2 separate regions of the Zea mays genome follow, and region 1 is linked to region 2. The links are chromatin contacts, called in public Hi-C maps. All regions are on one chromosome and are shown on one strand. The core of a region is the stretch at or near the end of the contact, and the rest is flanking DNA. Distances in the headings are between cores, read along the strand shown.

Region 1 (2,700 bases), core at 111-2,610, 200 kb before region 2:
ACATCTTACACCTTATTGGTGTTCACACAACTGATGCGCAAATGTCGCTGCGGGTGAAAGGAACATGAGGTAGACTGGAAAGTTGCGTACCAGGAGATCCAGCAATCCGGAGGTACAAGTTACCATGGAAGCTGGCCTTCTCCATGTCAATGAGGTCCCCAGTCCAAACTAAACACCTCGACGTGTCGCCATTACTGTCACCTAGGCTCAAGGTGTCATAAGCGTAAGCTACACATGAGCAGTTTCTGCTGCACTCGGCTGCGCACTGGTCGAAGCTTCTGTTGCGCAAGTACAAGAACTTATCAGGAACCTTCATCGCTGGCAAGGTGACGAAGCTGTCTTCTTTCCCGCATCTCAGTGCCTCCTTTCTCCGGCATCCTCTCGAATAGTTGACACCATCGATGGGCTCGAACCCTTCAGGACACCGGCACGTTGGGACATCGCCTGTGCTATCGCAGAAACCGAATGGACCACACTGGGCATAGAGATCGCAGCTAGAATGGGGGCGTTCAAAAACGAGCATCCAAGATGATGTGTTGCTGTTCCAACTCTGAGTCCTCATCTTACCGGTGTAGTCAAGCCAGATACGTGTGTAGGGTGATCCTTCAGAGACTGTGTATATATAGTAGAGCCTGTTCCCTGTGTCGACAATGGCTTGGTATACAATGGAGGCACCACTGCTGAGGTACATGCCACTGGACATAGATGCATCGTTAAGCGCATTTGAGCGGCTGTACGGCAAGGTCCCGTACCAAGTGAAGAACTGAAGGTTCCAGTTGGGACCAATTCCATAGGAGAAATTCCCAGTGGATGGGTCATCAGGGCTCTTCCAAGAAATGATGCGAGTTGGCACTTGACCCTTGTGATTGAGCAATAACCTCATGGTTAGGAGTAAGGTATCAGTTGGGTAATCAAAGCTTTGCCATATGGTCTCGCCGGTTGGCGTTTGAAGGACAAAGTTACCCGAGTTGAGTAGCACGGCAAAAGCGTCAGCGCCCCCAGCTGCGGCGCTGTTCGTCGTCGTCCAACGGATGCGTCCTTGGGAGTCAGACAGCACCAGCTCTGGTTTTCCGGTGATGGCGAGCTTCGCTCTGGAAGGGGCGATGACTGGGCTGTCACGGTTGGCGACCCACACCACGGTGTGCTCTGGCACCTTGTTGTACCATATGCCGACGTATAAACTCTTGTTATAGTTACCTGCGGAGAAGAAGCCGAGAGCAAAGGCTCCGTCCTTGGAGATGAGCACGTCGCCGGGCGAGAGTGGGTTAGCTTGTGTCAGCTGGTCGCTGGATTGTTGGCACAACGATCTCGATTGGTGGCTTTCATGACACCGATTGGTGGGAGGGATGTTGGAAGGAAGTATTCAGTATAAAAAATCTGGCAACACATATGGACTTTGACCGAGGAAAGCACGGCAGACCAGACGAACTGTGTGGCTTCAGATCAATGGAACATCATGTTTATACCATGGTTCAGTGTGCACAAGTATGAATGCATATGGGTTTGGTGACTTTCGGGGCTAGCTAATTAAAGGGTGTTGGTTTATAGTGACTAATTTTTAGTGCCTTCATTTTGTTCTAATTTAGAACCTAAATTAAAATAGAGTTTTAATTTTTGTATTTGACAATTTAGAGGCTAAAATGAAATAAAATCGAGTGACTCAAAATTACACCTAAAAACCCAACAGCCCCTAATTGTGGTGGAACGACATTTCAGTTCAAATTTCTTTTTCTTAAATTAATTATAAGTTGCTTGCTACTAAAATTCAGCATTGTTTTAAATTAAAAGACATAGTACTAAAAAGATACTTTTATTATAAAACATCTTTGTACCGTCCCCCTGGTACAATGCTTGGGGTCAGCACTCAAGGCGCCACTGATGGCTTAGAAGAGATTGAAACATGGTCTCGGTCAAAAAAATCCTCGAACTCTGACCTCCCATCAGTAGCGGGGTCGTCACCGTCCACTCTGCAACGCCCAGCCGAAGGATGGCGCACAGGACATAACTTGAGAGCGGGCGGAACACAACGAAGAGATTTTTTAATCAAGCTAGAAACTCACCCCCGAGGAAGATCGAACCCAATTTGGAGGTGCTACTTGGAACCCCTTAACCACTAGACCAGAGGCTCTTTTGCTCTTTGGATAGAATTAAAATAAAATAAAATTTTAAATAACTTAGTGTCAACATCTATGTAATTCTCCAATTAATAGAGAGCAAAAACAATTATACGCAACAAAACTTGGCTAAAATTTATAAACTTAGACTTTGAAAAACTCGGTGAGCACTACATAAATTTTCTCAGTATTTATTGAGCTAAAACAGTGTACAAATATTTGCATAATTATTTTCCTCAAGAAAATGCAGTAAACAAAATAAAATAATAAACTGAAAATACTGTGCTGCACTGTTCTTGGAGGTCTTGCCCGTTTATGTTCAAAAAAAATTGTGCTATTTCTCACTTGAAAATATGTGCTCGTTCCTGCAACTGATTCTGCTGTTGTGTTCATATTCCTTGGTGATGCAGGTTCAACCAAAGTTGGATTTACTATGCGTGCTCTTGGAGGTTTGGACTAAGGAATGCCGGGCTTTTGCTTCAGCTCATGCCTCATGCTGGAGACAGCCTTGGAACTGAACATGCATTGATCATTTGTTTCCTTTCCCAAAAATTGACCCTGTGGTCAAGGCGGTTTTAAGTTTACT
Region 2 (2,700 bases), core at 192-2,691:
ATAGCAGAACAGCAGACAAGTAAAAAAAATCCATTTGTCTTTTCCTTCCCTTCCTATTTCCACCATCTCTGAGTGCAGACAAGTGCATGAAAAAAACGGATACAAGATTCAAGCAGCGCCCTTAAAAATGGACAGGAACCGAATATCCACACAGATTATTTATGCCCTCGGACAAAGCTACATTACAGTCTCCCCGATCGAAGCAAACCAATGGAACAAAGGCCAAGGCAAGTAAAACCTCATAAACAGATTCGTATACCATCACCAGATAGGCACGCGCAGGCAGGCAGGATCAAGATGGCTGAAGGCATCTGTTATCCCGAAGGCACAAGAACAACAAAGTAGATTCCTCAGGCATCGTCTGTTATCCCGAAAGCGCACAAACACACAAAAGAAGAAGAAAAAGTAGATTCCTGAAGGTCGGTATGGGAAAAGAGGATGCGGTACCGAATCTTTCTGGGTCGAGCGACGAAGGCGATTCTCCAACTCCAAACCCACCCAGGATTCGGAGCCCAACTCTCTCGAGCCCGGCCTAAACAAGAGATACGTGGAATGGCGTCGGGAAACTGGAGTCAGCCAGGTGGTACTTGTAGAGACGGGGGTGCAGAGGAGCGTCGTTGTCGTGTGGGCACCGAGACACGACACCTCCACGGGCGCACAGTGCCCGCACGGCCACCAGGACTCTCCGTGGCCTTGGACGGACGCGACGCTTAGGTCTTAGGACCCCAGGTCGCGGAACCGAATGATTGAGAGGACGGAAGACGGAACCCAATCAGCCGAGCCGACCGACGCAACCCATCAGCTCGCTCGCGGACGAGCGGGCGAGTGGTAGGAGTAGGACTGGCTGGCGAGGACGGCGACGGCCGCCGGTGTCTAGAGAAGCAGAGAGCAATGGAACCGCGGTCCCGGCGAATAAACCCGACGGCGGAAACGAACAAGACCGAGTCCCCACCACCCCTCCCTGGCCTCGCTTTTGGCTGGGTGATAACTGATAAGGGAGGGGGGGAAAGCGACTGTGGCATGGCAAGGCAGGCTATGCGCGCGCGCGCGCGGGGGCGCCAACTACGCCACGCCGCGGCGCCCACGCACTTTGTCGGATCGAGGGGACGGAAGATTCGTTTGTTTTTGTTTTTATTTTTTTGATCCGTCGTCGCGGCCGCGCGCAGTCTCCCGTACAACACCGTCTACCCACCCGGAAACGAAGTCGCCGCCGGTCGCGTCAGATCGGAGGCCGCTCGTCAGAGAAGGAAGGAAGGAAGGAAGGGGGGACGGGGCCAGTGGGCGTACCTCGTGAGTCGTGATTGCAACGTCGCCCGCCCGTACGGTCTCCCCCATCGCCGGCCGCCGAGAGCGAAGGGAGGGAGAAGAGCGGATGCGCGGTCGCTTGTGGCGGCGGCGGCGGCGGCGTGGAGAGCCGGGTGGTGGGAGGGAGGCGCCTGGTTGGCCACAGACGCAAAGCTGGAGCCTTGAGGAGGGAGGGCAGTCTTTATAATTTATTACTTGGCCGTTCGGATCAGAGAGTGTCCGCGACTCCGCGTGTCAATTGACGTGGTAGTCTTTATAATTTATAATTTAATTTTTAATTAAAAAAACGAACCAGCTGTGATCCAAATCTCGTCATGCAATGCAACCAAAACCAAACCATGTCTGCGGTTACTTGTCTTTCGGTTGAAAAGCAGGTTGTAATCCCAAAATGCATGTGCGGGCGCTGCCGTCCCTTCGTAACAAACGGTACGGTACTTGACAAGTAACCATACAAGAAGAGCTGTCTGTGATCGTTGAAGACCAAAAAAAAAAAAATGGAAATGGCGCCTTTTTGGTTTCCTTTCTAACATGATGGATGCAGCCATCGAATGAGGAGAGAAATGAGGAAACAGCCCGAATCAAAGGCTGTCTGTGATCAACTAATATTATTTAAGAGCTGTGTACAAGAAGAGCTGTCTGTGATCGTTGAAGACCAAAAAAAAGAAATGGCGCTTTTTTTGGTTTCCTTTCTTACATGCCAAAAATCTATCCGGAATTCCGGATGCAGCCATCGAATGAGGAGAGAAATGAGGAAACAGCCCGAATCAAAGGCTGGCGTTTTTTGTGCGTGTTAAATACCAGAGCATTTCTACCGTCTCCAATTGCATTGCCATTTACACACACTAGTGTGAAGGTTAATGTTGATGGTAAAGATTAGGAAAATTCTTATATTTGGTATGAAACAAATAAATATGTTTCCTCCTGCGCATGGTCAAGAGATGGAAATTGATATTGTAATGCAACATATAGAGAAGGAATAACGCCGGCGACTAAAACCTGATAAGGCAACAAAAGTTAGTATATATGCTACACTGTTCTTAACAGGTCTACAGAGACAGATCTTTGGTAATATAAGTCCATAACTAAGAACACAATTAGAAGTTGGCAGATAGATGTAACATAAGTTGATTCATTTCCTAGCACCACGTAATGTTAAAAGAGATAGAATCAATTACATATACACAAAGCAAAATGGTCTAGGTGAATCAAGTAGAGATAAAAAAAACAAAGAAATTATTTCTCAACAGATAGAGGAGTAGGGAATAATGGGACTTCTGCGGTACAACTATTAATAGCAAATAAAGATACAGAGACAATATAATTGACTTACTATATGTATAGACAACAAGGAAATTTCAGCCAAAAAATACGCCAACAGTTACTCACACCATGATG

Evidence for each region. Hi-C and Micro-C count contacts between places; a contact is called where the count stands out from the background.
Region 1: a Hi-C map of leaf mesophyll shows a contact between it and region 2, with 2.9 times the contacts expected there. The contact joins the promoter of LOC103630934 here to the promoter of LOC100192051 in region 2. A contact is called at or near these places in 8 of 25 Hi-C or Micro-C datasets (bundle sheath, ear, endosperm and 3 more).

Annotation. Positions count from the first base shown.
Region 1 is chr6:32,556,355-32,559,054 of Zm-B73-REFERENCE-NAM-5.0, reverse strand. It overlaps LOC103630934 (G-type lectin S-receptor-like serine/threonine-protein kinase B120), which reads right to left and starts at 1,360. Exons shown (of 7, transcript XM_020539885.1): 1 at 91-1,360. The coding sequence starts at 1,360.
Region 2 is chr6:32,353,992-32,356,691 of Zm-B73-REFERENCE-NAM-5.0, reverse strand. It overlaps LOC100192051, which reads right to left and starts at 1,441. Exons shown (of 2, transcript NM_001137474.1): 1 at 1,288-1,441. The coding sequence starts at 1,335.